Linked DNA regions of Arabidopsis thaliana: region 2 is linked to region 1. Evidence: chromatin contacts called from public targeted proximity ligation data. All regions are on one chromosome and are shown on one strand. The core of a region is the stretch at or near the end of the contact, and the rest is flanking DNA. Distances in the headings are between cores, read along the strand shown.

What was found.
Region 2: a contact with region 1 is called in a targeted proximity ligation map of shoot, with 14 read pairs. A contact is called at or near these places in 6 of 26 Hi-C or Micro-C datasets (callus, leaf, root and 2 more) and 2 of 2 datasets of targeted methods (seedling and shoot).

The regions. Positions count from the first base shown.
Region 1 is chr1:10,174,356-10,180,838 of TAIR10.1, forward strand. It overlaps AT1G29140 (Pollen Ole e 1 allergen and extensin family protein), which reads left to right and starts at 4,547. Exons shown (of 2, transcript NM_102655.4): 1 at 4,547-4,842; 2 at 5,110-5,870. The coding sequence starts at 4,674. The coding sequence ends at 5,456. It overlaps AT1G29120 (Hydrolase-like protein family), which reads left to right. Exons shown (of 12, transcript NM_001198181.1): 1 at 1-315; 2 at 861-1,008; 3 at 1,237-1,304; 4 at 1,646-1,716; 5 at 1,833-2,078; 6 at 2,386-2,549; 7 at 2,632-2,687; 8 at 2,780-2,835; 9 at 3,259-3,427; 10 at 3,506-3,603; 11 at 3,684-3,791; 12 at 3,876-4,166. The coding sequence starts at 126. The coding sequence ends at 3,788. It overlaps ATS9 (non-ATPase subunit 9), which reads left to right and starts at 5,947. Exons shown (of 2, transcript NM_102656.4): 1 at 5,947-6,242.
Region 2 is chr1:10,209,753-10,216,779 of TAIR10.1, forward strand. It overlaps AT1G29220 (transcriptional regulator family protein), which reads right to left and starts at 2,970. Exons shown (of 6, transcript NM_102662.3): 1 at 2,382-2,970; 2 at 1,854-2,055; 3 at 1,490-1,621; 4 at 1,312-1,406; 5 at 1,090-1,211; 6 at 768-992. The coding sequence starts at 2,819. The coding sequence ends at 926. AT1G29200 (O-fucosyltransferase family protein) reads left to right here. Exons shown (of 9, transcript NM_001332841.1): 7 at 1-11; 8 at 95-335; 9 at 431-736. The coding sequence ends at 736. It overlaps CIPK18 (CBL-interacting protein kinase 18), which reads left to right and starts at 4,929. Exons shown (of 1, transcript NM_102663.2): 1 at 4,929-6,811. The coding sequence starts at 5,108. The coding sequence ends at 6,670. AT1G29240 (transcription initiation factor TFIID subunit, putative (DUF688)) reads right to left here. Exons shown (of 4, transcript NM_102664.5): 4 at 7,027. It also overlaps AT1G09065.

The sequences.
Region 1 (6,483 bases), core at 3,297-5,796:
AGAGTTATTATGTTTGATTCTGAAGCGTGACGTCACTCAGAAACCGTGAATCAAGGATCTTTCTTCCACTCCTTTCTCTGATTTTGACTTTCTCTCCTCTCTCTATATATAAGCTCAACATCAATATGTCTACGGCTTCTTCTTGGATTCAACAACCTCCTTTTAGATACTTACCGGATCGTGGCGGTTTCTCTAAGCCAAGCTCTCGCAGCGCGCGGCAGTTTTCCTCCGGCGTTGTTTCAGCTTCCGCTTCTTCTCCTTCGCCTTCATCCTCGTGCTCCTGTGGTTATTCGGAGATTTTGAATTTCGATTTCGGTAATAGGCTTTGATCTTCGAATGATGTTTGTCGTGTAGATTTAGGGATTGATTACTTTGTTCATGTTTATCGAATGATGCGTTGTTACATCTGGAAATGACCTGACATTGTACTGCAAAGTTTCATAGCTGAGGATTTCTCGATCAAAGACGTTGTTTAGGATGGTGAAGAATAGTATCGCCTAATTTAGATTGAGGAGGAGCTCAATTACAGTGTCTATATACACAGATTTGTCCCTGTTTCTGCAAGAGATAGAAGATTTTAAGATGTTAGATGATTGTGATATGCCAAGTAGAATTAGTGATAGTATGGTTTGTTTGGTCAAGAATCGGCTCTGTTTTTCTTTTGATTTAGAGCTCACAATTTCGGTGTCTATTTAAACAGATTTTTCCCTGTTTCTGCGATCGAAAATAAGCTTGAACATGTTAAATGATTGTGAGAAGCTAAGTAGAAATGGTGATAGTATGATTTGTTTGGTTAAGAATTGGCTCTGTTCTTTATAGCTTTTTCCGCGGGTTCATTTGTTTGATTTTTCTTTAAGAAGGGTCAAACAGAAGCTGGAACCAACAGGGACGCAGGGTTCAGGCAATGAGTTCCACAGCCCAACGGAAATTTTCGCTATCGAAAGGCGACTCCGATGACAAAAATGAACCTGATCATCTTCTTGTTCTTGTACATGGTATTTTGGCCAGGTATTATTTCTAAGTAGTTCATCAATTGAATGGTACTGGGTTTGCATCTTGGGAAACCCTCATGGTTTTGTTTTAGGTTGGATAGAAACTTGCAAGTATTTGAATTTGAAAGTTATGTCTATCATTGTCAAAAAAAAGAAAGAAAGTTATGTCTATCATTTCTGCTACTTTGTTTTCAGATTGAATAATTTATAGACTCCAAATTTACTAAGACACAATTACTTGCAGTCCCAGCGACTGGCTCTACGTAGAAGCTGAGCTGAAAAGACGCCTTGGAAGAAGATTCTTGATTTATGGTATGCTCATCTTGTTCTAAATTGTTATCATCTATTAGTTTAGTTGAGTAGTTGTTGGATTGTATGTATAATAGAAGAGAATTTTTGGGAATGAAATGGTAACGTAAGTTGAATGCATGTGCTGGGCACAAAATTGAAAACACTTCAAGGTCTTATATAATCTTTAGCGGCAAGAGGCGAAATATACATTTTCTTGAAAAATTTAAGATCTTTTCGTCTGGAACCACAACTCTTCTTTAGTTTTGTATTTTATTATAATACTCATGTGCTTTTATGCTATGCGTGGAATGGATCACACGTGATGTGTTTTAATTTACTCTGTTTCTCCTGAACATTCACAGCAAGTTCTTCCAATACCTTCACTAAAACATTTGGCGGGATCGATGGAGCTGGAAAACGACTAGCAGAAGAGGTGAGTTTTAATATCTTCATTTGCACCTCGTGTATAGGTAGGTCTTGGTTTTCTAGCCCTTAACTTCAGTACATGAGCTGATTTCTGTTCCCATTCTGGATGTGAGAGAGGAATAGGTTAGACAAGTTGTCCAAAAGAGCAAGAGCTTAAAGAAGATTTCGTTTTTAGCCCACTCCCTCGGTGGCTTATTTTCCAGACATGCTGTTGCTGTTCTTTACTCAGCAGCAATGGCACAAGTAAGTGATGTTGCTGTCTCTCAATCTGGCAATTCAAATCTTCTGCGAGGTAGGATTGCGGGGCTAGAACCGATTAATTTCATCACTTTGGCAACACCTCATCTAGGAGTGAGAGGCAGAAAGCAGGTTCTCTTCTTCTCTACTTATCATAATTGGAATTTTGGAATCAAAGAGTTTCATATATATCTCGCAGTACCTGTACGTAGATGTGGTGTATGCGTAATTAAGAAAGTAGTTAGTCGTTTTTCACATGTAAATTTCATCTACCTTCTCCTTGTGTTCAGACAGATATCATAAGTTTCATCAAAACTGTCTTGCGTTTTTTGCTATTTGGTCCCCTAAGTGTCTAGACTGATGAGTGATGAATATTAATTGATAATCCCTGTAAATTCTATCTCATTCTCTCCTCTTTTTCTGGAACCCCTTGTATCAGCTGCCTTTTCTGTTGGGAGTTCCTATTCTTGAGAAACTTGCTGCACCAATAGCTCCATTCTTTGTTGGTCGGACTGGTAGTCAGTTGTTCCTCACTGATGGTAAAGCTGATAAACCACCTCTTCTTTTGAGGATGGCATCTGATGGTGAAGATCTGAAATTCTTGTGAGTAATGCTCTTACCAATTTAAATCATTCGACCCCTTAATGACTTATCTGTAATCCTAATGCATTTCATTGTCTGGCAGATCGGCGCTGGGGGCATTTCGAAGTCGCATTATATATGCAAACGTATCTTATGACCGTATCCTGTGCATTTCTGTTGCTGTTTAACTAGTACAGATGTGCCTAGCTGTGTCTGCATTTGTTTTCTGAACTGTTTCCTTTGACATCAAGTAGACATGGTTGGTTGGCGTACATCTTCCATTAGGAGAGAAACTGAACTTATCAAGGTACGTTTCATGCTATATGAAGCAATGGAACCTTTCTATTTAATATTACCCCACTTGTTTTCATGTTCCTTCTATTATGTAAGTTGATTTCGACTCTGAAACGTGTAGCACACACTAGCTAGATGATGGGGTCATCGATATTGATAGTTAGCTTGCTGTGAAATGCTAACGGTAGCTAACTTATCCTGAATTTTGGAATTATGAGTAATCATAGAGGGAAAGTTTCATAGAGGTAAAGAGTCTAAGAAATGAAACAATTGTCTGTAGAGAATCACCAAAAATACTTTCGGCAATTCATTTATCTCAAGTAGCTTCGTGCAAGAAGCTCTCTGTGGCTTGTAACCAGTCAAATGAAACTTTGAAAATTATTTAGCTGTCACGAGTGAGATCTGATAGATATGTTTTTCCCCTGTTTTAATATAGCCTTCACGCCGGTCTCTGGATGGATACAAGCATGTTGTTGATGTTGAATACTGTCCACCTGTTTCATCAGATGGTGCCCATTTCCCTCCAGAAGCTGCTAAAGCCAAGGAGGCCGCACAAAGCTCTCCTAGCCCTCAGAACACACTTGAGTATCATGAAATTGTGGAAGGTGTAGAATTAGCCCAAACATTTGATTGATTCTTCTAAATCGGCATGAGATTTACAATTTATACAAATATTGGTGCAGAGGAAATGATCCGCGGTCTGCAGAGGTTGGGGTGGAAGAAAGTTGATGTCAGCTTCCACTCCACCTTCTGGCCTTACTTAGCTCATAACAACATTCACGTAAACTTCCAACATCTTCACTTTGGAGCTTTTTAATTCTTTGAAACATGGACTAACAGAGATTTTGAGTCTTGTTTCAGGTGAAAAGTGAAAGACTTTACAAAGCAGGAGCTGGAGTTATTGCACACGTTGCAGATAGTATAAAACAGCAAGAGTCTTCCACGTTTATTACCGCCAGCTTATAAATCGTGAGCATTTCGAGTGTTTGACCCGTTAATGCTGAGTGTGCTACGACATTTGAACCATTCCTGTGTTTTGCTTTTACCATACAGTTTGGGAGATCGGTGCAGATCAAGAATGTTCGCATCTTTGCTTCTTCTATTTTTTTTCTTGGCGAAATCAGAAGAAGTACAATCCAATTCATCTGTACATGATTTTCTTGTATTAGCTTGTTGATGATACAACACTTGAAAGATGTTATTATAGATTAAGGTTTCTTAAAGAGAAAAGTTATATATGTTCAACCTCTACTCTTCAAAATAACAGATTCAGCTGAAGACATTTGTTTCTAGTCAATTTGTTTTTGGAATTTTTCTTAATTCAAAGAAAATTGTGCAAAAGCTTTCATGTGCGGCTCAGATTAATTAGTCATTTACTACTAATAAAACTTTCACTTTGGGGTCTAGTAGATAATTCTCCACCCCCATTGAATCTTTTTAGTGGAGGTCTAAACATACATAAGATTCTATAGATTGACATTTGGGAAACCATCCTCATACAAAAAAGACCTAAACGGAATCTATGAAGAATTATTAACAGAAAAGAAAAACAGATGGCAATGAGAAAAGATCGGGTTCAAGGAAAACACAGCCGTACAAAACTCAAGAACAAAAACACCAAAAATAAACAAAAAAACTTCCAAAAATAGATATAGAATCACATGGTTTTGTTGTTTTGTCTATTTGTTCTCTATAAAAGGAGATATTTGGTTGGATCTATCATAGCGTCTCCTCTCAACCAAAGCTTACAATTTGTTCTCCCTTAAAAACTAAATTTTACAAATAAACTCTCAAATCCAAGAGAGGAGAAGACCGAAGTAAAAACACAAGAAAAAAAAGGATTAAGGCATAATGGCCAAATTCTTCATTGTCTTCCTTGCCTCTGCCCTATGTTTCACCACCCTCGTTCACTTCACCGCAGCTGATGCCGACGACTTTGACAAATTCCACATCAAGGGCTCCGTCTACTGCGACACATGCCGTGTCCAATTCATCACCCGTATCAGCAAATTTCTCGAGGGTAATTAACCACATTCTCTAATCAAATTCATTTGTTGAGCATACTGTCAATAGCAAAATATATTGGTTGATAAAAAATCGATCCCATTATGGTATATAGGTCAATGGTTAGAATTGTGTAGTAAAAATTCACAAAAATGATTACAAGCATATATAGACGTCTTTTTAACAATGTTAAAATTTTATAAAAATGTGGTTAGTCACATTTCTAAGAGTTAGTGTTGCAAGATTATAAGAAAAACTAATTACGTTATTGTGTGTATATCAGGGGCAAAGGTAAAGCTTGAGTGCAAGGGTCGTGAGAACCAGACAGTGACCCTAACCAAAGAAGCCGTGACCGACAACGCCGGTAACTACCAGATGGAAGTAATGGGTGACCACGAAGAGGAAGTGTGCGAGATCGTCCTCCTCCAATCACCTGACCCAGAGTGTGGAGACGTGAACAACCAAGAATTCCTAAGAAACGCAGCCAGAATCAGTCTCACGGCCAATGATGGCATTGTCTCCAACGAGACTCGAACCATTAACCCACTTGGGTTCATGAGGAAGACTCCTCTCGCTGAATGCCCTCAAGTTTTCAAGGAGCTTGGAATCGTCCCTGACGTCACCTTCTAAGCTTAATATACATATATACACACCCATATACATCGATCTCTCAAAGTCTCAACACTTTCAATTTTTTTGATGACTCTTTTTAATATATAAAACATTTATTTATGTTTTTTATGTGTCTGTCTGAGTTTACTAATTAACCATGTTTTTTTTTCGTTGTTATTGTTTTATTTTTGGGAGTTCTTTTTTACGAATGATTTGATTACCTTCCAATATTTATTTGTTACTTTTCGATTGAACAGATACATGCATGATGTAGTGAAAAACCCTACTCTAAAATAAATTTAAATCATTTACATGCATAGTGAAATTTATGACAGTTTGAGAAAGCTACATATGTAACATATAATGTGAATTATAGTTTGAGGTAAATGACTCAAACTGAAATAAGCAAAAGACAACAAATAAAATCGAACCCTTACCTAAAGAAGGCGGATCAGAGTTTTGTATATATTGGGCCTTTAGTCTGAGCCACTAGGCCTGAATCACAAAACGCGTTTTCACGACAAGCGTTTGCACCAGGATCTTTTGCAGCGTCTGGCGTTGGTTTTCAAACTCTGAATCCGAAACGCTAGATTTTAAGACGCCGAATTTGTTAAGCGTTCTCTATTTCCTGATTTCAGCATCTAAAGACAAATATACCCTTCAAAAAATTGTAAAACTACGAGAAGACTGTCCATTTATCTTTTCTTTCAAGCCAAAAAAAACTCTCGAATCTTCTTCTTCTTATTTCTTCTATACCGTCGTCGAAAAGCTTTACCAAAATCTCACGCCCCCGACGATTCATCGGTAAGTCTTGTTCTTGCGAAATTTCATTAATTCTTCTTCTGGGTTTGCTTATCAGATCTGCTTAATTCTGGGTTTTGGTATGCGTATTGTTTTCGATGTTTTAAAAAACCACATCTGGTTCCTTGTCTCGATAGTTCTAGGGTTTAGCTTTCTTCGATTTAGTTGATCTCAGTGAAGATGGGCCCGAGGATGTTCTAATTCTGATTGAAAGAAGCTGAATACAAAATTAAATAGATCTTAA
Region 2 (7,027 bases), core at 1,720-4,219, 34 kb after region 1:
AAGAAATCAAAGTACAACGATAGATGAAACAACTCTACTTTTGCCCTCTTCAATGTTCTTTAAAGCTAATCAGATCTTGTTTCTTATTTTTCAGGCCAGTGTCCCCAGAAGAGTTAAGAAAAACGGGCAAGTGTCCACTAACACCAGAGGAAGCAACTCTGGTTCTTGCTGGTCTTGGATTCAAGAGAAAAACATATATTTACTTAGCTGGATCTCAAATCTATGGAGGCTCTTCTCGTATGCTTCCTTTAACAAGACTGTACCCGAATATCGCGACCAAAGAAACTCTCCTTACACCTCAAGAACTTGCGCCATTCAAGAACTTCTCTTCTCAGGTAAAAAGATATAAACAATCTTAAACTTACTTTTTCCCGAGTTACTCTGTTCTTGCTCAAACTTCATTTCGATGTTTTCGGACGCTGTTTTGCAGCTAGCTGCACTAGATTTCATAGCTTGTATAGCATCAGATGTCTTTGCAATGACTGATTCTGGGAGTCAACTATCATCCTTAGTGTCTGGATTTAGAAACTACTACGGAAACGGTCAGGCACCAACATTGAGACCTAACAAGAAGAGGCTTGCAGCAATCTTATCAGACAGTGAAACAATAAAGTGGAAGATTTTTGAAGATCGTGTGAGAAAAATGGTAGAGGAAGGCCAAAAGCTTCGTACTAGGCCTTATGGACGCAGCATTTATAGACAACCGAGATGTCCTGAGTGTATGTGTAAATTTTGATCCTTGAAAGTAAAACAATAGTGTCTGGTCTGAAATTTTTGATTACCCGTTAGTACAAAAAAAGAATGAAGGTACTGTATATCATTGATTTTAAGTTTGTACTCGTTATGAAACATTGAACTAGAACCTCTTTAGAAACTCTTGCTACATGAATCACAACATAGAAAAGCTTCGTTCTGGTTATGTCTCTCAACTTCTTCTCTCCAATTTCCTCTCGGAAGATCTTCTTCCTTCCACCTCTCGTCTCCGTTGTTGCCTGTATGGTTAATGAAATGATTATCCGATTTATCTAACTGAGGAATAGCTCAAGATTGTATTAGTTTACAAATCAAACAACAGACAATATAACTTACGCAAAAGCTGAGTATCCAGAACCAGCACTTGTAGCAGATACAAGAGCTGCATTAGACCGGATTGAGGATATAGAATCCTGAGTTCCAGCTGCTAGAGGAGGATTCTTTACGTCCCCATCAACCTGATTTAACCATAAACACATAAAATGAAATAAGCGAAGAACTAAGTATGCCAAAATCATCATATAGTCACATTCTAGATATTTAAATCTGATAACAAACCTTATCCCATTTGGATTTCTTGTTCGGTCTACCATCACGAGCAGCAATTTCGGTTGGTATGGAAGGCAATCCACTAGTAGCTAAAGCTGGAATACCTGAAAAAAAATTCATCATATTTTGCAGAGATGTAGCTGAGATAAATAACTAACCAATCAGACACCTAGTCATTTTCACACACCTGGAATGGGGATGTTAGGCTTTTGAGCAGCGAAAACCGCCCCAGGTTGAGTACCAGCAGAAACAAAGTCAAGCTTCTGGTTCTTCTTGCTTTCTTGTTCCTTCCTTTCCCTCTCATTCTTCATGTCGATTTCTGTAATTAACACATAAACAAGGATCATTACAAATCATGAAATATGGAGAACGCAGAATATAGTAATAATAGTGACCAGCATCAATAATTTACTAAAGTAATAATGAGTGCATGATACTGAACAGAGTATCAAAATTATAAGCAAAAGATATCAAAGATGCTTCTTACTGAGACAAGAGTAAACAAGAAAAGAGAAGAAAAAAACGAAGAAGCTACAAAAAGGTGGAGTTACCTATTGCATCACAGAAGTCACTTGGGTCATATCCACTGGGATCAAATACATCTTTACTGAAACACGAACCAATCTGGTCAATGTCTTGGTAAGATACAGCATGCAATAGGAAGTCAGGATTCCTGTATTCCTTCCTATTCCTCACTTCTGAATTGAAACTCTTCCCCATCTTTTTCAAGCTCAGAAACTTATCTATTTTCCTCTACAAACACAACAAAAAAAAATACATATCAGACCAACTTGTAACTGAATCACAAACTAATCAGCTTAGAAGACTGCTATTTCCAACCATACGTACCAAGAGACCCCACACAACACACCAATGAGTTCTTGCCTACCTAATGTTTCAAAATAACATTGAAGCATCATCAGGAAACTTACTTGCAGCTCCTCAGAGCAATGAGTAATCAGCTTAGAATCACAAACTAATCAGTTTAGAAGACTGCTATTTCCAAACAACACACCAATGAGTTCTTGCCTACCTAAACTTTTAAAATTAGAACATTGAAGCATCATCAGGAAACTTACTTGCAGCTCCTCAGAGCACCTCTCTCTCGGTCTTGGCGGAAGAAACTGATCCAATAACGTATCACTACTTTCCCCTGAAGCATCATCACCTCTCTCACCATCCGCAACTCCAGACTCACCAATCATTCGATTACTCCAATCAGGTCTCGATGATTCATCGTTATCAAGTGAACGAGGAGTCCCATGAGCACTAGAAGAAGCTCCAACACCATCTAATAGCCTCGGCGTTCTAGAATCTTCTCCTCCTCTTCCTTTCTCTTCTTCATCCATATAATTCGCTTCTTCTACCTGATCTTCTTCAATTATTTTTTCACTCTCTTCCTGATTTCTCTGCTTCTCATCCTCTTCTTCCTCTTCCTCGGCGTCTTCCATCTCTTCGTCATCTTCATCACTGTAAACGGAAAGCAAAGCGATTCCTTCAGACTTCTTCGGAGCCATAAGAAACTGTTGAGCTCAAATTCGAGACTAAGACTTTCGGATTTCGAATCCGATTGCAAGAACAAATTCAAATTTGGGGGAAGAAGAGAACTTTTAGGGTTCTTCAAAAATGGTTTGATTCTGAATCGAATTGCAACCCGAACTTGGATCCACCGAATCAGAACCCAGTTGGGATGTTATATTTTTAAAACGACGTAGTTATAAATTGGATCGTTTATCTATTACTAAAGGCCCAATAACTAAAATTATTGTGCAATGAGTCCAAAACAATGCGAGATTGCTATATGATATTGCTTTTAATTTTTGGATATTTTTTTTAATCTTCAAATGTAAGACAAACTCCTAAAACTAGATGATAAAACAGGAAAAAAATTGTTATTTGTTTACAATTTAATGTCTTTACATTCTAAAGTTTTTAAAAAAATATAATAGTAATTTGAAGAAATATGTTAAATTTTGTTTGTTTCATTGCAATTGGTTGCAACTTAATTCATACTACCTTGCATTTGTCTAGTTCTTAAGCAAAATTGCCCTGAATTGTAATTATTATTTATACAATTTTTTTCTAGTTTTTAAGTTGTGAGTCAATAATATAATAGACCTAAGACTAGCAAAGAAAATATGAACAGTAGCTTCTATGAAAAGTTACAAGTTAAATTAATTAAAAGCCTTATTTTGAATAAATTTAATTTCAAAGTATAATATATACTCAGTAATTACGTAGTCATACCTAGAAAACTATTTCTTCTTTTCTTATAGATTGTAAAGAGTCGTTTGAAGTTAGTAGTGACTTTCGCTTATGTGTTTCTTCCTTGTGCTTATGGATAGGGTTAAATAAATAGCACTTCCTTGAGATAATCAAATGATAGCAACCCATATAATAAGCTATTCAACAAGACTTAGTTTTACTTTTACTCGATAACTATTTGTTTTGTTAGTCCAAATCACAAGTCGATTTCAAACATGTATATTCTTTTGTTGATATTACATCTTTTTTCTTAGTCATTTTTATATAACATCAACATCTACATGCACCAATTAATATGTTGGTTATAAGAAAAAGGTAGTTTTAATTTGGTGGCAAATTGTCGATAGTTATTTATATCAGTTACTAGGGTAGTGTTTACTAGATGATTTTCAAATAGTGTACATTTCATTAAAACTAAACTAATGTGAATATATATATGATGTTATTAGTGATTTGGATTTTAGTGTAGAAAAGAATATTCCATTTAGAAAACATGATAAAAAGAATTATATATAGAAGGTAGAAAACCAAATTTGGATATAACTTTGGAAATAATATTATAGAAAGAACTGGAATTATTGTAAGGAAAAATGAACTCGGATTTGGTCGGCGATGTGAAGTCCACGAACTCACGTAAGCACCAACGCAGCAACACCTGGTTCCCACAATACCATTCGTTACATTTCTGATTCATATAGGTTGTCGTCACAAGAAAAGAGTTATAAATATTATTTAAAAGTGATGACAAAAGAAATAAAATTTAACTCAGTAAAGCGTGACCGTGTCATACGATGGCAACTTCTTATGAATACCTATCTATGATCTGCTGATCGATCAGGTTCCTTTTGCTACTGATAAGTTCTGTCTATTATCTGGCACTGAATAAACTGCTGGAGGTAGAAATATCATAGCGAAAATCACAAAACCCATTGTTCATTGCAAATTGTACTGTGATAACGAAGACGACACCATCATAAGTTTCAATATCTTTATTTTATTTTCTACAGTTTTAAATATTCAAACATTAGAAATAAATTTAATTTTCTCACTGAATAAATATACTACTAAAATTATATTCAAAATAAAACCATTTTTATTTTAAAGTTGTTGTCTTGGTGTATACTGTATAGGTAATAGGCATATAGCGTGTTTAGGTAACATTTATATTTCTCTATAATGATAAAAATTAATTAGAACACGTGTAAATATGCTGGCAAAACAAAAAACGGATTTATGATAATTTCGAAGTCAAATGATATATTAAATTTTCCAATAAAGACTATTAGACCATTTCAATGTAATAATTTAAACCAAAACCGTTATAAAACAAGACAAAATTAGGTAAGGCCAAACATCAACAACCGGCCAAAACAACCAAACCCTATTTTATTTTCGTTCTGTTTTCTTTTGGCTTTTTGGTCGTTTTCACGTTTGCCCAACCAACCAAACAAGGAGACTCAAACGGAAGAAACAAACAAACCAACCAAAACCCCCCGAATACAAAACCCAAACCAATCAGAAGCTCTTTCTTTGGACACGGATGGCTCAAGCCTTGGCTCAACCACCACTGGTGGTCACCACCGTCGTCCCAGACCCGCCGCCGCCGCCACCACCACCGCACCCAAAGCCGTATGCTCTACGATACATGGCGGATCTTCTTGGCCGGATTGGTATAATGGATACAGACAAAGATGGTAACATCAGCCCACAGAGTCCGAGGAGTCCTAGGAGCCCAAGAAACAACATTCTCATGGGGAAGTACGAGCTTGGGAAGCTTCTCGGCCACGGAACCTTTGCAAAGGTTTATTTAGCTCAAAACATCAAATCTGGAGATAAAGTCGCCATTAAAGTCATCGACAAGGAGAAGATTATGAAGAGTGGTTTGGTTGCTCACATCAAACGGGAAATCTCTATCCTCCGCCGTGTCCGTCACCCTTACATCGTTCATCTATTCGAGGTTATGGCGACGAAGTCCAAGATTTACTTTGTGATGGAGTACGTTGGAGGCGGCGAGTTGTTCAACACGGTTGCTAAAGGTCGATTGCCCGAGGAAACTGCTCGGAGATATTTCCAGCAGCTGATCTCCTCTGTTTCGTTCTGCCATGGCCGCGGTGTTTACCACCGTGACCTTAAACCAGAGAATCTGCTTTTAGACAACAAAGGGAACCTTAAAGTATCTGACTTTGGTCTCAGCGCGGTGGCAGAGCAGCTTCGTCAAGACGGGCTCTGCCACACGTTTTGCGGGACTCCAGCGTATATTGCACCCGAGGTTTTGACTAGAAAAGGGTACGATGCAGCGAAAGCCGATGTTTGGTCATGTGGAGTGATCTTATTCGTGTTGATGGCTGGTCACATTCCGTTCTACGACAAGAACATAATGGTTATGTACAAGAAGATTTACAAAGGGGAATTTAGGTGTCCTCGTTGGTTTTCATCGGATCTTGTTCGGTTATTGACTCGGCTTCTTGATACGAATCCGGATACTCGGATTACAATACCCGAGATCATGAAGAACAGATGGTTCAAGAAAGGATTCAAACATGTTAAATTCTACATCGAAGATGATAAACTGTGTAGGGAAGATGAAGATGAGGAGGAAGAGGCATCATCATCAGGCCGCTCTTCGACAGTTTCAGAGAGCGATGCAGAGTTCGATGTAAAACGGATGGGAATAGGTTCAATGCCAAGACCCTCGAGCTTAAACGCGTTTGACATTATATCTTTCTCTTCAGGGTTTGATCTGTCTGGTTTGTTTGAGGAAGAAGGAGGAGAAGGGACGAGGTTTGTGTCAGGTGCTCCTGTTTCAAAGATCATATCGAAGCTGGAAGAGATTGCGAAAATCGTGAGCTTTACTGTGAGGAAGAAAGAATGGAGTTTGAGATTAGAAGGTTGTAGAGAAGGAGCAAAAGGACCGTTGACAATTGCGGCTGAGATATTTGAGCTGACTCCATCTCTAGTGGTGGTGGAGGTGAAGAAGAAAGGAGGAGACAGAGAAGAGTATGAAGAGTTTTGCAACAAGGAACTCAGACCAGAGCTGGAGAAACTAATCCATGAAGAAGTTGTAGTAGAAGAAGCATTGTATTTGCCATCTGATACTGAATAGTATAAAACAAGGAAGGCTGATAACAAGAATATACAAGAAACAAGATTGTGTTACATTCTTTTGTTACTATTGATTATTTATTCGTTATTCTTGTTCTATGTTAATGTTGATGTTGGTGTAAAACTGAGAGATTTCGGAGATCTTCACGATTTGTTGTGATCTCCGAAATCTCCCAGTGTGTGTTTATGTATATAAGTGGTATTGTAATGTGAGTGATAGGAAGATGAGGGAAGAAAATAAGCAAAAGAGGGTGAGAGATCAGGCAATTTAGTCGATTTTTTCTGGTCACAGAGCCAGTTTTTTGGTGGATTGCTCATATATAGTTTGTATATATATGTAAAACAAGAGACGAGCTTA